Regions from separate parts of the Mus musculus genome. Here regions 1 and 2 are each linked to region 3. Evidence: chromatin contacts called from public HiChIP or PLAC-seq data. All regions are on one chromosome and are shown on one strand. The core of a region is the stretch at or near the end of the contact, and the rest is flanking DNA. Distances in the headings are between cores, read along the strand shown. Region 1 overlaps Vwa3b (von Willebrand factor A domain containing 3B). Region 2 overlaps Vwa3b (von Willebrand factor A domain containing 3B). Region 3 overlaps Tmem131 (transmembrane protein 131).

Region 1 (3,303 bases), core at 186-2,685, 300 kb before region 3:
GCTTAGGTAGTATTCCTCTAAGGCTGGTAGCATCTGGCCTTCTGGGCTGTGCTGGTGGCATCTGGCCTCTTGGCCTGTGCTGGTGGGATCCAGCCTCCTGGGCTGTGCTGGTGGCATCTGGCCTTCTAGCCTGTGCTGGTGGGATCTGGCCTCCTGGCCTGTGCTGGTGGGATCTGGCCTCCTGGCCTGTGTTGGTGGGATCTGGCCTCCTGGCCTGTGCTGGTGGGATCTGGCCTCCTGGCCTGTGCTGGTGGGATCTGGCCTCCTGGCCTGTGCTGGTGGCATCTGGCCTCCTGGCCTGGCTTCTTTCCCACTTCTGTTGGGCCTCCTCAGTGGAATGTCTGATGTGTTTCCCAGGTTTTCTAGATGGACACTTTTTGTTTGTTTTTATAGCCCTGGGGTTTGAACCCTGGGTACTCTACATGCTAGGCCACTACTCTACCACCAACTTATATATCCCAGCCCCACTTTAAGTTTATGACAGGGTCTCATTAAAGTTCCCAGGCTAGCTATTCTAGTTTACTTTCTGTTACTGTGATAATACATTAGAAAGTACATAATATAAAATAAGCCAGGGTTTATTTCATTGTATTTCATCCTCTGAGTAGCTGACAGGGAAACAAATATTATATAATTTGTTATAATTTATATATTGGAGCCTGTGATTTACTTTGCGCATGCGTGCTCTCTGTGTGTGAAGATCAGCACTTAGACTGGGGTTTTGCCTGAGGACTGTCAGTTGTTCCAATTATTTGTTGAAAAGGTGGTCTTTCCCTCTTGGAATTGTTTTGAACCTCTGTCTAAAAGTCGGCAGGTTTGCTGTGCATGGGAACTCCTGCAACTGTTCCAACAGGGTCTGCAGCTCTTTCCCCACCAGGTTGTTGTCATTAGTATAGGGTGATCTCAGAGCACAGTCCCCTGAGGTCCTTTTGTCTGGTTCGGTTCTCAGAGGGTAGTCTCCTCAGACCAAGAGTTGTTCATATCTCTGATTTGTCCTGATAACAGTTCTAGGTCTCTACATACAAGAAGGAGAATGACGGCCGGGCAGTGGTGGCGCATGCCTTTAATCCCAGCACTTGGGAGGCAGAGACAGGCAGATTTCTGAGTTCGAGGCCAGCCTGGTCTACGGAGTGAGTTCCAGGACAGTCAAGGCTATACAGAGAAACCCTGTCTCGAAAAACCAAAAAAAAAAAAAAAAAAAAAAAACGGAGGAGAATGAGCAGTAAGCACGGTTTCCTACAGAAGAGCTCCCTGAGTTGATGACCCACAAATGTTGCATGTTCTGTCCTTGGGTTTTCAATTGTTCTTTGAAGCTGCAATGCCTGGTTAAGGGGGTGTGTAATATTCACTTCCTCACCTGCCTTTACAAGGAAGCCAAGCTGCCCTAAGGGAAGGTGACCTTCCTCAGCCTACCCCAGAGTAAGGGGTGTGGCTTTTAGAATAATAAACAGCTGGAAGCTGGAGCTGAGGCAGGAAGTACTGCAGGACTTCCAGGCAGGCAGAGATGCTGAGGGAAACAGGAGGAAGAAGAATGGAGGCTCGGCTGGAGTTGAGCAGAGCTGGAGTCCGGCTCTGAGGAACCATGTGGAGAGATGAAATGGCGGAGAATTGGACACTAGCTGAGAGACTGAGTCAGCAAAAAAAATAAATAAATAAAAATTAAAATCCCAATGCCTTTAAACTATACAGATGTCTCCACGCCTTAACTGAACCTCAAGCAGGAGCCTTAAAAACCTGGCAAACATTGAAATCACATCCTCAGGCCAGGGCTAGAGGGTCAGGGAATACTTTCAGTTACTCTGTCCCCTTTCCCCATCAGTGTGAATTATTTTATCAGATGGTCACATAGTTGCATTCCTTGAGAAGTTAAGAGGTAGCTAGTTAAAGGCCAGTATACGTGTGGTCTGGAGACATGGCCCAGTGGTTAAAGAGCGCTGGCTGTTCTTGCAAAGGACCCAGGTTCTATTCTTGCTTTGTTTTGTTTGTTGTTTTTGTTTTTGTTTTTGTTTTTGTTTCAAGACAGGGTTTCTCTGTGTAGCCCTGGCTGTCCTGGAACTCACTTTGTAGACCAGGCTGGCCTCGAACTTAGAAATCTGCCTGCCTCTGCCTTGCACCAGGGTCTATTCTTAACAGCCCTGTGGTGCTAACCATCTGTAACTCCAAGGCATTTGAGGCACTCTTCTGACCCCCATAGGCACAAGCATATTGCACGTAGACATACACGCAAACAAACACCTACACACAAAAGCAACAACTGAGGAGGAGGTGGAAGAGGAAAATGAAGAAGATCACAACAAAACTTACTAAGATCCTTGGGCCATTAGCCATGATAGGAGTTCCTGGCTTGTACCTGTGACCTTGATCCAGGCTCACATTGTCACAAGTTCTGAGATCCTCAGGCCACATTTGGACCAACCTTGGGGCATCATTACTGCACCAGCTGCTTTGCTTAGTTTTGTGTATGGCTGCAGTTCTCCCAGCTCAGGAGCTGATCTTTGAGACTCGTAACACTCTAATGAATGAATGCACGAACGAATGAATGAATGAGTGAACCATTTCCTCAGTGTGCCAAGTTCCCACCTGAGTATCCTGAATGGGATCCTTGCAGCCAAAGTTATAAGCTCGGAACTCGCCTCCGGTCAAGGCAGCAAGCTCCTTCAAGAACTCGTTCGCAACCTCATCGTTGTAACTGAAGGAGATGGCACAGATGGGGATGTTCTGAAAGAGTTTGACGTGGTCCATCACCATTTCTGGTGGCTGAAAAGATAACAAGGAGAATTTGAAGCCCTCTTCTGGCCCCCATACGTATCAGGCATGCATGTGGCAAACAGACATACATGCAGACAAACACCTATGCACAAAAGCAGTAATACAACATGTTTTTGGAAAGGGTAAAAGAGAAAGACAAATGATATAGTGTAAAAAAATAAATTCTTAGTATTTTCCACAGGTGGTCAAATTCTGAGATAGGAGTTGCTCACACAGTGTGTGATGTTTTTGTCAATATGTTAGTTCAATCCAATAAGCAAACTGCCTACCAAGGAGCATGGAGCCCCAAAGGCCACGCACAGTCTTCTCCCACTGAAGTCCCACATTGTGGTAGGAAAAAGGTTTGACAAGCAGAATCACCTCAACTTTAAGTGCATCTCAGCATAGAGGTCATGCAGTTGGGCTGTGGTCTGGGCTTGGGTGGAGAGCCATAGGAAGAATATCCTGGCTACTAGGATCCCATGTGTGGGTACCTGGCTTCCCAATTTGGCTTCCAAACATCTCTAACAAAAGAACAATTTCAGCTTTTGCCAA
Region 2 (3,128 bases), core at 296-2,795, 340 kb before region 3:
TGGGTACTGCCTCTACTCACTCAGCCCCAAATCCATTCTCTGTTTTTCTTCTCTGAGGGGCCTGCTCTGTACAGCCAGACACTGCTCCCCACCATGGACTAGACCCTGTTTTCCTCACAGGTTCTGGAACAGCTGACCACAGAAGGCACTGGCTGAGGACAGAGGGAAAAATCAGAGCATTGGGTTTTTGCCCTTCCTTGCTCTTGGTTTCCATCTTCCACCACCCCTTGCTGCTGCTGCTGTGTGTCCCAGTGGTTCCTGGTGACTGACTCTTGACTACCTTCCTGCCGCTATAGCCCATTTATTAATGCTTCTCTCTGTGGACTGGCTAAATGGGATTGCATCCTATCTGGGCTGTGTCAGTTAAGTTCTCCATACTCAGTTCTCCCCCTCCAGTGGGCAACAACCACCCCCAAACCTGCTTTTGGTGCTTGGGCAGCATCTGTGCCTAGGCACAAAGAGCACCTTGGAAGCCAGAGAATGCTGGGATCTATCCAGTGAGAACCCTCCAGTGAGGAGGGACGCCTTTAGACAGTAAAGGAACAACGTGGGTGTGGCTTCTGCCACCTTGGGGATCACTGGAGGTGAGAGCTCATGCTGGAACAAGTTACCAACCAGTCAGAGAATTTTTTTGTTATTTGTGGGGTGTTTGAGTGTGTGTGTGTGTGTGTGTGCGTGTGCATGCATTTATACGACTTCCTCCTTCCTTTGATGTCCCCTGATGTGACTGGAGTTCCTGGGCAGCGCCCTATGCTGAGAACTCTAGCTGCTGTGGTGCATTGAGGTGGTGGCTGAGTTTCCTCTCTCCTCTCCTCTCTCACCCTCCTTTCCACCTGCCAGTCTGTCTGAGAATTTGGCCCACTGAGGCCTTCACACCTATCCATGTTGCAGAACTTAGCTCACATTAAGGCACTGCTGTCTGGGGATAAGGTGGCTGGTTTGCACCTGTTGCTCTTTCTCCGATGACAATGTTGTCAATGCATAGCCATGACTTGTGACTCCCCCATCTTCACATGAGGAGGCCTTACACTATCAGAGAATACTCATAGTGCTAGAAGATGGGCTTCCCACCAGATCCAGATGTCAGCAAAACAGGCTGATGTTTTCACTGTGGCACGAGAAAGGCTCACTAGCAGGGCTAAGTGATCTCTCTTACTCTCTACAAGAGGGAATCTAAAAACCACAGACAAAATGGGCTATAATGCATGAATGACAACTGGTTCAGCTATACTGACTTCACTTTATACAGTTCAAAGAGGTTTTTCTTCCAGGTCTCCCTACCCAGCATTCCTCTTATGCATAGTGCCCAAGTCACAGCCTAGCACAAGGTCCTCAGAGTCACACGCTCTCTCAGTTGCACCTTACCCAACCTCACTCACACCTCTCCCCTGTCTGCAAAGCCTTTCATAAAGCAGCACACCAAATCCAAATCCATCATTCATGTAAAGTCCACGGACTCCGGATTCCTCATTTGCCATGCCCATGAGAAGCACACACATGCAGCCAGCTGTGTGGGCAAATCCCCAAGGCTTTGTCAGGGCTGCCGATGACAGGTTCCCACAACTGGAAAGAGATTTCATGCCTCCAGATCATCCAAGGTGGTCAAGGCCACGGGGATAAAGAGTGCCTTGGATCTTTCTAGTTGTGGATTCTGGAGGCTTTGCTGTGGGAAAAGCCTGCGTTTCTTAGGGAGATGCTGAAAACAGTACATTTGAGCTTTCCTAGACCGGGCTCCCATGGAGCCTACGGAAAGTCAGAGAAAATTTTCTGAGGCCCCTCACAGCTCAACCTTGGGGGAGTATAGAGTTTAAAATGTGTGATCCTGATAACATAGTGGTTCTGGTAAAGTGAGGTTTCAGGAATTTTAGTCTTAAGGTTTCTTCTTTCCTTTCGTGGTCAGTGAGCCAAGCATCTACCTCTGGGGATGTCAGAAAGCTGGTGGATTATGGATCGCAGGGGGAATCATTAGACACTGGAGCACAGAATCTGCAGGATGCTTACCAGACTGGGAAGCATAATGGTTAAGGTCTTACATCTCCTCTGCAGCCAGCCAGGGATGGAAGCCTGGGGGTGAAAACAAGCCCAGGCTCCCTGTACACAGTGTTATAGCCCATCTCCTTATGTTACCTTCAGGAAAACCATGATGCTGTCCCAAGTTCAAGAGCCAAAGGGATAGCTATAGAGAGTGGTAACTGGCTTCAGCACAGAGCATGGAAAAGCCTTGGGTCTCCAACTCGATCGTGGGCCAAGCAGAGTGACCACGGCCTTCGGAACACACGTGGCCATTCTTCATAGATCCCATGGGAAGGACTGTTGTTACTGCTACACATCAGTAAACTCTGGGAGGGGGGGTCTTAGGAGTTGAAAGCGTCTTCTTCTCTAACTTCTAGCCATTGTTCCAAGTCATTGCCCTTTGCTAAGAGAATTTGAAATGAGACTATGCATATGTATGAAGAGGTTGAAATGACTTGCGTGGATGATGGATATTTCGTTCACTGTAGGTTCTTAAAAGGACTGTAACCTGGCCTTTGCTTCCTTGAGCTTTGTTTCCACCAAAGTTTTTTTTACTGGGATCTTGGCCCTACTAGTAGACTATGAGGTCAGATTAGTTGGCATTGATAAAAATGGAATTAAAACAATCTCACAAGAATTTTATATATATATATATATATATATATATATATATATATATATATATACACACACACACACACACACACACACACACACACACACACACACACACACACACACATATATATGTGGAGTTAAAACCAGGCAAACTCGCCTCATTTGACAGATGCTGAAACTAACTGACAGAAATTCTGAAGGCCAGTTGTCTCAGAATGGCTCTCGGACTTTTGTTTGATGGCTATCTGGAAACTATTTAGACCTTAGGATGATTCTGGAAGGACAACCCCTCATCTATAAGTTCCTACACACAGCCAGAAAGGAGTGCTGTATACTAGCAACAGCTACTTAATAGTACCAGTGTTCACGCTCTGGTCCTCAAAGGCCACTCCTAAGACAGCGTTCTAACAAAATACTTCACCTGATGCACCGTGGGAGTCACAAAAGCACGAGGAAAAGGCTAAAACTGAAAAACAAAACAAAACAATAGAAACTAT
Region 3 (3,064 bases), core at 495-2,994:
CCTGGTGTGTCTTTAGAGAAGTCATTTTCCTCCAGTTAGGCTGTGCTGAATGTTAATGTGTATTTTATTCATTTCTCTTCCAAGATCTATTCTCTCTTTAAACACTGTGGTCCTTCCCAGTGTGTGATAGCAATTCAGGGAGCTCCAGATGTGATCCCCTGACCATGCACAGAAGGCCCACATTCAGGCCCTCCTGTCTGTCATGTAACTGAGAAAACAGCCTTCCTGATATCATGACACCCATGTGCCTCAGATATCTTCAAAGGGAGGCTTGCATGAGCTTCCTTGGTAGTTGATGAGTGGGAGCCATTTGTATCAGCTTGACATTTGCTCTAGTGAATGTATACACAAAATATCCAGTTGCTATGTACTAGCCGGTTTCCCCTCGCTTGTTGGCATGCTCTGACTGCTCAATATGTCTTGGAATCTTTTTTTTAAAAAAAGACAAAAAACCAAGGTCTCACACGTGGCTCTGAACTCACAGAGATCTACCTCAGCTTCCTAGGTACTGGGATTATAGGCATGCACACCACACCTGACATAATTACTGAGTGCTAGTTTGACCTGAATATCATGAGAAAAGACTAAACATGTATTAAGAATAGATGCAAGCATCAGATCCCATTACAGATGTTTTGATCCTCCAGGTGGTTGCTGGGAATTGAACTCAGAACCTCTGGAAGATCATCAGTCAGTGCTCTTAACCACTGAGCCATCTCTCCAGCCCTGCTTTCCCATTTCTTAAGTCATCTTTGAATTAGCAGTAGTTAGTAACTAGTACTAAAGTGGCTAGTATAAATAAGTTCATTACAAGGCAATGATTTTGAATAATTTTTTCATCTTAAGTTACCTGAATGAACTTTAAGTATTTTATTGTGATTTTTGTTTGTTATTTATTTATTTGTTATTTCCTTAGACAAATGAGTTTTACCTGATGATTCAGGTTTATTTTTAAGAGTGCACAGTTCAGACTCCTTGTGTAAAGTGGCTCACCAACTTTACATTTGTTCACTATTAGTGCAGTATGTTTTGCAGTGATAACTCTGAATGTAAATTCTCTCTCTCATTTGGCAATGCTTAAAGTATTGCATTTGAAGTGAAAGAATCATTTTTTTTCAACATGTATTTTAAGATCTTCCTGCTTATAACAACTGTATCTCAGCAAAAAAACATGACTTGTTCTTTCTGGTACGGTTTTGCAAGGCTGCTACCACAGAGAGCATGCTACGGTGTGGCCCCTCAGGAACCGCTGCAGCAAGGGAGCATGTCTGGACATGGCCGTGCTTCCATTGTTGCTGTCTCACAAGGTAGACAGTGAAGGAAAGCCCTCTGAGGCCTCAGCTCACAAGGCCAGCTCTCTAGCTCCGCAGACAGATCATACCCTAGAGAAATTCTCACAGGTGGGGAAGTGAGCCTGAGTGTGGCCACGAGCAGCTGGGGCTCCAGCTGCACTCCTGCTGCCTGCCTGCCTGCCACGTGTGCTCCGTGGCTTCCCTTGCTCGGGTGGTAAAATCGTGCAATAAAAGCAAAAGAAACTTCCTTCCATTTGCAGCTTAGCTCACAGTTCTAGCTGTTCTTTGTTTACTCTCAAAATGCTTACATATGCTTGAGGGGATGGAGAGGTCTGTGTTTTAGACGGTTGCTACTAACAGTAAGCTTATTGATAAGTAAGGAATTGCTGTGAGCAGATCTTCTGGTTCCCAGCCCAGTCTTCAGCGCACAGTGAAGCAGATGAGAAGCTCATGCTGGGAGAGCAGAGGTGCAAGGATTCCAGCAGTGCTTCTGCGGGAGGGAGGGAGCAGTCCTTAGGGTGCCCCAGCCTGTGAGGTCTTGCTAGCCCCCAGGGCTAATGGCAGTGCGTGGGAGAGTGAGCTGCCCTGGCAGGCCCTGGAGTTACTCTAATCTTCTTAAGTCCCTGCCATAGCAAGCACCAGGCTGCAGGCCAGTGTCCTTTTTCATATTCTTCTCACTTCTGTTGTGGCTTCAAGGGACTCACATTTGATGCTCAGACTGGGAAGAGTTCTCCTTTATAAGGATCAGCCTCGACTGGGGAGGAATCTAGTGCCCTGCCGGCCGTGAAGCAGGCATGAGCTTCACAGGTGGAGGATTGTCCTGGGGGGAGGGGGGGGGATAAGTGGGCTTTGATGTCAAGTTCACACAGCCCCAATGATTTGATACTTAGAATTAAGGTTACTGTGCAATTTGTATACCAGGATGTCAGACAAGTGGCCCTGTACCGAGTCAGGAGCCTGGCTTCAGTCCTCTCGGTACCCGACTGTTGAAACATTGCGTTATACTCTGAGGCTTTCTTTCTTTTTTTTTTTTTTAGATTTGCTTATTTATTTATTTATTTATTTATTTATTTATTTATTTATTTATTATATGTAAGTACCCTGTAGCTGTCCTCAGACACTCCAGAAGAGGGAGTCAGATCTCGTTATGGATGGTTGTGAGCCACCATGTGGTTGCTGGGATTTGAACTCCTGACCTTCGGAAGAACAGTCGGGTGCTCTTACCCACTGAGCCATCTCACCAGCCCGAGGCTCTCTTTATTAGAACAGTGCGGATAGAATTGATATCTTTGAATTCTTTCAGTTAAAATGATTTGTATCATTGAGGATAATTTAAAAAAATAAACCTTATAAAGTGTTCAATTTAAATATATACTAAAAATACACCATTTAGTGGGGTGTTTGTTTATTTGTTTGTTTGTCTTAACTTTAAGTTTGTGTAGATAGACCTGATTTCCTAAGTTGTAAGCATCCGAGCCTCACTTCCAAGTTCAGTGCCTCTGTAGTGAGCCTCAGTCCCTAGTGCTCACTAGAGTGCAGCCTTACCCTTTGACAGTGGACCGTGCTTACCCTGCCAAGCTGGGGAGAAACACTGCAGAGGCCACATGGGGTCACAGTGCCCTGAGGTGTGCTCACTCTTCCTACTAGGACACAGTTTCAGGGCACCTTTGTGTGTGGCTTTCTTCAAGATGGATGAGTCTTGAGATATCTTCTTGTCCTCTTATCTTAGAAAGTAGGCTTTCATGTAGAGAAGGAGACCTTTAGGTTTCCCA

The links. HiChIP or PLAC-seq counts read pairs in DNA pulled down with a chosen protein or histone mark.
Region 1: an H3K27ac HiChIP or PLAC-seq map of embryonic stem cells shows a contact between it and region 3, with 4 times the contacts expected there. The contact joins two enhancer-like sites. A contact is called at or near these places in 2 of 15 datasets of contacts at CTCF or cohesin (large pre-B cells and stem cell-derived epiblast-like cells), 5 of 484 Hi-C or Micro-C datasets (the HPC-7 cell line, bone marrow-derived macrophages, cardiomyocytes and 1 more), 5 of 115 datasets of contacts at active chromatin or transcription factors (T-cell acute lymphoblastic leukemia, astrocytes and embryonic stem cells) and 2 of 9 other capture datasets (embryonic stem cells and pancreatic islet).
Region 2: a contact with region 3 is called in an H3K27ac HiChIP or PLAC-seq map of T-cell acute lymphoblastic leukemia, with 4 times the contacts expected there. The contact joins two enhancer-like sites. A contact is called at or near these places in 3 of 39 promoter capture datasets (the HPC-7 cell line, cranial neural crest and frontonasal cranial neural crest), 1 of 484 Hi-C or Micro-C datasets (bone marrow-derived macrophages), 3 of 115 datasets of contacts at active chromatin or transcription factors (T-cell acute lymphoblastic leukemia and embryonic stem cells) and 3 of 9 other capture datasets (adipose tissue, embryonic stem cells and liver).

Annotation. Positions count from the first base shown.
Region 1 is chr1:37,128,338-37,131,640 of GRCm38.p6, reverse strand. It overlaps Vwa3b (von Willebrand factor A domain containing 3B), which reads right to left. Exons shown (of 28, transcript NM_001370828.1): 14 at 2,581-2,757. Among named protein-coding and RNA genes, the nearest start is that of Gm37020, 20 kb to the left of the region's middle. Within about 2 kb of position 1,435, at least 11 of the 459 cell types and tissues checked have an H3K27ac peak or open chromatin away from gene starts, as enhancers often do. A contact at or near this core is called in embryonic stem cells, where this site is marked.
Region 2 is chr1:37,166,533-37,169,660 of GRCm38.p6, reverse strand. All of the region lies in intron 22 of Vwa3b (von Willebrand factor A domain containing 3B), which reads right to left. Among named protein-coding and RNA genes, the nearest start is that of Gm37020, 18 kb to the right of the region's middle. Within about 2 kb of position 1,545, at least 4 of the 459 cell types and tissues checked have an H3K27ac peak or open chromatin away from gene starts, as enhancers often do. A contact at or near this core is called in T-cell acute lymphoblastic leukemia, where this site is marked.
Region 3 is chr1:36,829,876-36,832,939 of GRCm38.p6, reverse strand. All of the region lies in intron 11 of Tmem131 (transmembrane protein 131), which reads left to right. Among named protein-coding and RNA genes, the nearest start is that of Zap70, 70 kb to the right of the region's middle. Within about 2 kb of position 1,744, at least 82 of the 459 cell types and tissues checked have an H3K27ac peak or open chromatin away from gene starts, as enhancers often do. A contact at or near this core is called in T-cell acute lymphoblastic leukemia and embryonic stem cells, where this site is marked.